Linked DNA regions of Danio rerio: region 1 is linked to region 2. The links are chromatin contacts, called in public Micro-C maps. All regions are on one chromosome and are shown on one strand. Each heading gives the region's core, a stretch centred on a gene start, on an enhancer-like site or on the middle of the called end of the contact. The rest is flanking DNA. Distances are from core to core; before and after follow the strand shown. Region 1 holds the start of pias2 (protein inhibitor of activated STAT, 2). Region 2 overlaps arid3c (AT rich interactive domain 3C (BRIGHT-like)).

What was found. A called contact is a pair of places that touch in the nucleus more often than the background predicts.
Region 1: a Micro-C map of caudal fin shows a contact between it and region 2, with 5 times the contacts expected there. The contact joins the promoter of pias2 here to the enhancer-like site in region 2. A contact is called at or near these places in 2 of 18 Hi-C or Micro-C datasets (caudal fin and an unstated tissue).

What each region holds. Positions count from the first base shown.
Region 1 is chr5:42,366,992-42,371,433 of GRCz12tu, forward strand. pias2 (protein inhibitor of activated STAT, 2) reads left to right here and starts at 2,761. Exons shown (of 15, transcript NM_001326481.1): 1 at 2,761-2,844; 2 at 4,270-4,442. The coding sequence starts at 2,821.
Region 2 is chr5:42,296,979-42,301,709 of GRCz12tu, forward strand. It overlaps arid3c (AT rich interactive domain 3C (BRIGHT-like)), which reads left to right. Exons shown (of 8, transcript NM_001100039.1): 3 at 3,328-3,400. Among named protein-coding and RNA genes, the nearest start is that of arid3c, 68 kb to the left of the region's middle. Within about 2 kb of position 3,398, at least 4 of the 62 cell types and tissues checked have an H3K27ac peak or open chromatin away from gene starts, as enhancers often do.

The sequences.
Region 1 (4,442 bases), core at 1,511-4,010, 69 kb after region 2:
TGTGGAGTTTGCATGTTCTCCCTGCGTTCGCGTGGGTTTCCTCCGGGTGCTCCGGTTTCCCCCACAGTCCAAAGACATGCGGAACAGGTGAATTGAGTAGGCTAAATTGTCCATAGTGTGAGTGTGAATGATTGTGTATGGATGTTTCCCAGAGATGGGTTGCAGCTGGAAGGGCATCCGCAGCATAAACCATGTGCTGGATAAGTTGGCGGTTCATTCCACAGTGGTGACCCCAGATTAATAAAGGCACTAAGCCGAAAAGAAAAAGAATGAATAAAGTCCCACCTCTCTCGTCACCTCTGATCTCCAGTGTTTGTGTTTCTCCTTTCTAGTGTGGTTACTCCTGGTCCGTCCTCTGGTTGTCGTTGATTTTCCTGTGTTCCACTACCTGTGTTCCTGGCTTTCATATTTCCTCTGGTCCCTCCGATTCATCTGCTCATTCCATATCAGCCCTGCAATAGATCTCCATTAAGCTTTGTTTAGATTCTGCCATTCTTACAATAAACTGTTATCTTAATACATCTCTGGTTCAGTCTCTTTCTGTGACAGGCAACTTACTGAAATAAAAGCATTGGTTTTTATTCAACATTCTATTTCAGGCCAAGTTTATTTTAATTTTATGGGTTTAAATTTAATTGGTATAATACCAAGGTGAAACTAATGATCACAAATGTTTTGAAAATTATTAATATTGTCAATACACTGGAATGTTATAATTATACGTACTTACATTACACAACTACTGTTGATCATACTGTCACAGACAGATTTCCAATGTCTGCAAAACAAAAACATCGGATTGCAGTCAAAACTGTGGAGGTTGCAGTCAACAATGTGGAGGTCACAAACTCAAGCAGTCGCAGATGCTGCCTGTATTAATTTTATATTTATCTTGTAGAATGCACCACAGTGATCCAGGTAGTCTACAGTCCCGTAGAAGAATAAATAAAAATAAATATTTTCATTATTATTATTATTATTATTATTAGTAGTAGTAGTAGTAGTAGTAGTAGTATTATATTTGAGATGTCATTTTTAATTGACATTTTGTAACGTGTGTTAATTATTAGCCTGTCAAATTTTAATTATTTAAAAAATATTTCCCATGTGTTGTTTAACAGGGAGAGATTTTATTCATTTATGTATTTATTTTTTATTTCAGTAGTAATAAGGGCATATTAATAACTGTTCTAATTTGTAAATGAGAATATGAAATGTAAGCATTGGGTTAAACAGAGGTCTGATCAGGAACGAAAACCCTCAGTCAATAATCTGGTGATGGTAGATTAGCTCTGAGCTCCATCTGCTGGACAACAGACTGTAACTGTCATCCTGAAAAGCTAAATTGGTATGTTCACACTATAAAAACACTTAATCGTGAGACAAAATTCATTACAGTTCCTTAATGGTTCTCAAAGTTTTGGCTCCAAGACTTCATTTACAACATTTGGATGACTTTCAGTTGTTTAACATGTTAATCAGTTAAATGGGGCTTGGTATAGTTATGTATATAGTGTATACAACTATACACTACTATAATCATAAGCTGTATACTAAAACATAATATATATATTTTAGATATTTTTAATGATTTCCAACATCTACAAAGACAACATAAACAGTTGTTAATGTGTGGATTATAAAAAAGTTTTTATTTAACCATTTTAAATTCTCAAGGCTCCCTTAGAGTGACACGGTGGCTCAGTGGTTAGCACTGTCTCCTCACAGCAAGAATGTCGCTGGTTCGAGCCTCAGCTGGGTCAGATGGCAATTCTGTGTGGAGTTTGCATGTTCTCCCCATGTTCGTGTGGTTTTACACTGGGTGCTCTCCTTTCCCCCACTGTCCAAAGACATGCTATAGGTGTATTGAATGAACTAAATTGGCCATAGTGTTTGTGTGGGTGGGAATGTCAGTGTGTATGGGTGTTTCCGCTGTGTAAAACATATGCTGGATAATTTGGCGGTTTATTCCACTGTGGTGACCCTTGATTAATAAAGGGACTAAAAGCCAAGAAGAAAATGAATGAATGAATGAATGAATGAGGCCCCCTTAGAATTTTGCTGCCCCCTGGTGGAACACCACTAGCATAAACTAAATGGTCTCAAACTTAATTCCTGGAGAGCCACAGCTCTGCATAGTTTAGTTTCAACCACCTCCAACTCACACCTCTCTAGTAGTCTTGAATACCTTAATTAGTTGAATAAGCCATGTTTGATTATGGTTGGAGCAAAACTGTGCAGAGCTGCAGGCGACCCTCCAAGAACTGAGTTTGAGACCCATCTATGCTGTACAGCTTTTTTACTTCATCTTATTTGCCTTGGTGCTAAAAGGTTTGTTGGAATCACATTAGAGCTTACATGAGGACATACTCTCAGAAAAACAGTTTCAAAACACATTTCTAGTGGCGAAAGAGAGTACAGGAATCACACAATGCAAGTAAAAACGCTTCCAATATATCTGCGATATTTAGGATTAGATTATTGCAGATAACATTGCCACCCAAAAAGACTAATTAACAAACATAACATTGAACTAAAATGTTTATAAACAATTTGAACTGATTAACAGGATTTTACTTTTCGATGGCTAAATGATCTCCTCCTTGTGGAAAAATAATTATAATTTCGTTCACAGCGAAGGATTCTGTGGTTGATTACTGAATAACGGAAACTATTCCCAAAATATGGGTAAGGGGAAAAGCAAATCAGGGAACCTCAGAAGAAAATAAAAATGCACAAATGAACGACGTGACCCCTTTAACCAGCCTGTGTCACGTGACTCGACATCTCCGGACTAGCCAGGATGAGCGCAGCCAGAAAATGGCGGATATTGAGGAGTTACGGGTAGGCGAAAGTGCAATGATAGCTGGCTACTTCTTTGCGTCTTTCACATGCTGAAGGCATTTTGCAGTTGACGTTATGTTATGCTATTATGCCCGTCCGTTGGCCTTTGATGCGTTAGTTTCTTCATAGTTAAAAGAGAAACGCGACATCCCTCCGTTATTCGGGTTATGGTTAGCCTGTTAGCCACCAACCCGCTACTCGTTTAGCTCTCGAGATGCTACACAAACGTTGAAGATCAGCCTCAAAATGCCACTGCTTTTATTGCCACCATTGACTGCATGAAAACGCTTTATTATAATGCCTAACTGAACTTGACGACTGTTCGCTTCAGGTAAAAAGTTTTTACGTTCTTCACTGCTCGACTTGTTTTGGCTGGTCTTTTGTTAGCTAACGTTAGCGTCCGGCAGCTATTGACATTGTTTACATGTAACTTACACACAGGTGATGCTTGATTTATTAGAAGTGTTTGCAAGGGAGACATATGTTTAATCCAGCGTGTCCAGAGTCTCTTTGTGCGTGTAAATGAAAGTGAACGTGCGTTTTATATCATAATTGCTAAGTTAAACAATGGAAAATATACACACTGAGAATGTTGTTTACAAGCTCTAACTGTAAATAGTTTGCGGCAAACAAAACAAACTTGACTTCTGTTTCATATTTTCCTCAACATAAGCACTTTAGTAGTGTGATGCATACATCACTTTTCTGAAATTGAACGTATTCAGCTCCAACAAACGTTAACCATGCCATAAGAAAGGTATACTGTGTGTACTGGATACGTTAATGTTAGACACTTGCTGTTATATCTGTCATTACATAACTGACTGATTCATGCTGTCCTGTAAAGTGTTCAGAATTGTCCAGATTTGCTGTAAACCAAGTTTCCCGCCAGCAGTTCTGTTGATTTCTCTTGAGATCAACGTGAACATCTGTTTTGTTCTTTGTCATGTTCTCGATGTTCATCTAATGGGTCTTGGAATTATTCTCAACATTTTAGATGCATTTCGGTCATTTGTTAAGGATTATTAAAGAAAAAAGGATTAACACGTAAGAACAATCAAGCATGGACCGTGTAATGAAGGGTCAGTTGAGATTTTCTTATTTCTTTGGGGTTTCTTGAAAGGGTGTTTTTTGGGTGGGCTGTCACCTCACTTCACACATAATTCTTTGTTAATTAATCTGGTTACTAATTAAATGACACTTTTTGGTTTAAAAAAAACTGTCATAACCATTTTCCACAAGCTTATGCCATGTTGATTTTGATGCAAAGGTTTATGTCTTGCTAAAATCTTAAAACAAAAGTTGTAAAAGTACACAAAATGGCATAGAGGGTGGTTATATTTACTAACCTGTGGCAAATGTATTCTTACTAATGTGTGGTGTTTCTTTTTTTTTTTTGTTGCCTTGTCTGGATTTATTTTTCAGAATATGGTATCAAGTTTCCGTGTCTCAGAGCTCCAAGTACTGTTAGGTTTTGCTGGAAGGAATAAGAGCGGTCGCAAGCATGAACTTTTGCTGAGGGCTCTGCATCTACTGAGGAGTGGTTGTAGTTCTGCAGTGCAGATCAAAATCAAAGAACTGTATCGGCGGAGATATCC
Region 2 (4,731 bases), core at 2,148-4,647:
ATTCGCTGCGTAAAACTTATGCTGGATAAATTGATGGTTCATTCCACTGTGGCGACCCCAGATTAAGTAAGGGATAAAGCCGACAAGAAAATGAATGAATGAATGAATGAAATACTAGAATTTAAGCCCTGGGGCGGCATAGGGGCTTAGTGGTTAGCACTTTCACCTCACAGCAAGAAGGTCATTGGTTCGAGTCCTGGCTGGATCAGTTGGCATAGCTGTGTGGAGTTTGCATGTTCTCCTCGTGTTAACGTGGGTTTCTTTGCTCCTGGTGCTCTGGTGTCCCCCATAAGACATGCACTATAGGTGAATTGAATCAACTAAATTGGCCATAGTGTATGATAGAGTGTGTAAGGTGTGTAAAGTGTGTTTCCCAGTACTGGGTTGTGGCTGGAAGAGAACATATACTAAAACAGTTGGCAGTTCATTCCACTGTGGCGACCTCTGAAATAGATACTAAGTTGAAGGAAAATAAATAAATAAATATAAGTCCCAATATGCACATCAGACACTTGACAAGAAGCACCATGCTGCATCTATGACTGCTTGAGGAATTGCACACTGGACTCACGTTCCATAGTGAATTAAGTACATCCAGGAGGTTGTTTTGGCACAATTAAGCCTGACAGGCTTATCTTGTATAGGACTGAAGGGCTTTATTCTGCAGAAAAACTGCCATAAAACTTACATTAAAACACAAAACATTGATCTAAAACGTAATAGTTTATTAACTAATTCTTAATTAAATGCAAAGCTGACAAAACAGCTGATGGAGTATACACTAACCTCCGCACTTGTTCAGTAACAAGATGGTGGCAAACAGTTAAAAACACGAAGTAGACAGAAACAAAACTGACTAAATAAAAAATAGACTTTTCTATGTATTATTCACCAAACCATTAAAAACTGTGGCATGACAGACAAGCAAATACATATGAATGTGGATGCTAGTGTATGGATTTAAACGGATTCACTGACGGTTAAGGTGATTCAAAGTTCCCGGATGACCTGTGTTATTTGGTGGTTGTTATCTCGGGATAAAATAATTTGGAATTTCGCAACTGACCTATCAAAATCGAGTATTCTAGACAGCCAAGTAATAAGCAAATATAATATTATTTATTATGAATTTATGCAAATTGTGCACTGTTGATGCTTTCAAGTCATAAATCAATATTTACGAGTTGAACGTCGAACACAATCAGCACTACAAATTCATTATTACAAATCGAAAACTCAAAATTCTCTTAAATTCCAGAGTTTCTGAGCTAATGTCATTAGCTACATTTCCATCCACCTATTTTTATGTGCATTTTAGAGATGCACATAAAAATCAGTTGATGGAAACAGCAAGATGCGCATCAATTTTGAAAATGCGCATTAAAATATGTTCGCGTAACTTAGTAGGAAAAACTTTTTATTTGATAAGAAAAGATCTGCAAAAACTAGGATGGAAACACTTTTACCAAACAAATTCCAGCATGCGCATTAAAAAAAAGTGTAATTTTTGTTATGAGCGATCAGTGCTGTCGTCATCGTCTTCTGAGGCTCAAGTCATTTATTAAATAAGGAAAAGATTTGTGCAGCTTCCCCTACCACAAAATACATTTTTACTGTTGATATTTGCCGCCAATCAGAAAGTGACGATTTTGTTCTCTTTAACTCGTTGGATGGAAACCCTGCTTTATTCGCACATCTTTTATGCGATATTCTAGTTTTGCGCATAAAGTAATTCTCATTTTTTGGTGGAAACAAAGCATAGTGAAATTGAAGGATGCAACAACTGTCATGTGTTTATTAAAAAAATTAAAACTTTTTGAGTATGACAAGATACAAGATGTAATTTAACAATATAAAAGTTTAAAATGATTAGCTTAAAGTGGCTAAATAAACTATTTAACAAAAATGAAAATGCAAAACACGCCTAATGCAATTTCTTTATTACAGCTATCAAAAGTAACTTTAACGCACTTGACGTCATAGTTACGACTTGTGAAGTACGAGCTTTCCAGAAGGAATTGAACGCAGCATGTGACATGACATACGCTCACATAAAACAATATGTATCATTTCACAGCATTGCACTTCTAGTCTGGTGTGCGACCTGCTTCAGAATATTGCGCAACATCAACATTTAAATCTCCATACATTAAGAGGAGCAGGGTTTTCATGTTACACACTCTTGTTCTTCAGGATTTACATTCAGACTTGCACGTTCATATCTTGTGCATCAGTATCTGCATGCATATGAACAACCATTTAGCAGTGATGCGTTTGTTTAAACGATCTCAAACGGATTTAAAGTCACTCTCGTTTCTATATGTTTCGACAAGTATGACACATATAGATGTTAACAGATATCATCTATATGCTGGTGACTTGACTGACTTTACAGCATTTCCGAGCTCGGTTCCCGATGAGAGATGTCATACTTCGACTGAAACGTGTTTTATTCGTGCTGCACGTCTCGGAAATGTCACACATGGGTAAAAGCCTGGTGTGTTGTATTCACACTTTAAACCCACTGTACCTTTTTCTCCGAGGCATTGATTGCATTGGTCCTTTAATATTGGTGACAGCTAATACACTCCTAAATGATCGGTTATTATCTCCGGGGCCTTGTTCCATGTGCCCCGCTGTTTCCAAAGGTCATCCCTCTGTCTTCCTGTATCGACCTGCTCGCCTGTTAACGTGGCCTAAGACTTATTGAAAGTGAAGGTTGAGGAGCATATTTCCATCAGGTTGCAGTCTTCTCCTTCACGAGACGGCTTTTAAAAGGCTCTTTTGAGCATGTCCATTCAGAGAGAGGGGACAGGATGAGAAAACATAATGGATATGCCAATACAGGCAAAAGCGCCCTTAAAATGCTTGCGGTTTCCCACTGGTGTAAGTGTATCAGCGTCTAGGTTTAATACGATAAATTTAACGCTAGATTTGCTCTATTGTATGTGTGTCATAATCTGTAGCTTCGTAAAAATGCGCCTTGTCTTGACATTCTTAAATCAAGAAGCATTTACAGACAAGCAAAAATTGACTTGTTTTCAGAAATCATAAGTAAAATGACTTGAGTTTTTCTTTGAAACAAGCAAAATAACCTGCCTATAGATTAAATAAAATGATCCTGTTCTTGTTTTGAAATTAGATTACTAAAGTCTTTATTATTGTCACGTTATTAAATTTAAATTTGTTATTTCTGAAAACAAGCCAATATTGTTTTTTTGTCTAGAAAATGCTTCTTAATTTAAGCATTTTTAGATATTTGAGCAAGAAACAAGACAACAGTGCTGTTCAAAATACTAACAAAGCATCATTTTTATCTTTCCACAGCTGTACGAACTAGACGATGATGAGAAGAGGAAGGAGTTTCTTGACGATCTCTTCAGTTTCATGCAGAAAAGAGGTGAGTCTTGTTTTGTGGAGCTGGTCAGATAGCAAATATCAGAAGCACACACCCTTTCACACCCATGCCGCAAAACCATATGTTGGCTTTAGATGGTGATGTTTAGATAAGGGTAATTATTGGATTTGTGGATGCTTTTTTAGCCAGGTGAAATTGTGTTCATCAAATAACCAAAGAAACATTTTTAACTCTCAGTTCATGTTTGAATTTTGGGTGTGTTTTTTTAATGGTGTTGGTGAAAACGACCAGTTAAGATGAGGCAGGACATACTGTCTTCACTTGACTTTTCAGTTTTACCCACACCATAAAAACACATTTGACATAATAATACTTTTCACACATTGCAGAAATAAAAATTAGAACATACACACTGTAAAACTGCTTTTCTTACTTTGAGTTTTTGTCTTGTTTCTAGTCCAAATATCTAAATATTCTTAAATCAAGAAGCAGTTTCTAGACAAGCCAAGAACATTGTCTTGTTTTCAGAAACAATATGCCAAAATCAAGTGATTTTTCTTTAAAATAAGTAATCTGCCTATTGGCTTAGTCAGATATTATTTATGCAACGAGAAAACAAGTTAATTTTGTTTACCTCATTGGCAGATTATTTTGATTCAAGAATTTTTAGATATTTGGACTTGAAACAAGACAAAAACTCTCAAGTAAAAAAGCAGTTTTTTGCAGTGTATAATTTTTTTTAATTGTATGATATTATATTTAATTTTATTTAAAGAAACAACATTGTAACTGTAACAACATGTTTTTAATTTTATGTTATTATTACTGTGTATTTACATTTTTTATTATATTATTTTATTAGTAGTTTTAATTATTACTTTTTAAAATTATTATTATGATTTTTACCAATTTCTTTCTTCTTTTAACCTTAAGTAGCAGTTTGTGGCACAAGCAGCACCAAGATCATGGGTTTGAGTCTTAGCAAAGCTACCATGAATAAACCGGAACTGTATGCCTGTAAAGCAGTGTAAAAAGCAGTTAAAGCATTTCTTTGAGCAAAAGTGTCTGCTAATTGAATAAATGTAGTTAGCTGCTAAGGGCAGTTAGCAGTTGTTGTTGTTTTACTTTATGGCCTAAATTGTGACTAGAATTTAAAAAAAAAAAATATATATATATATATATATATATATTCAGGCCCATTTTTTTGTCCCATACATGAGACTATTTGTCTTATTTTGACTGCTATGCCATCATGGTGAAAATAACCCATCGAAAAATGCTTTAAGACCAATCAGAATCCTCTGTCAGCTGTCGATTCGGTGTGACTTTTGCTAATCAGTTTTGGCCAATCCTAACAAACATTTTTCATCCAA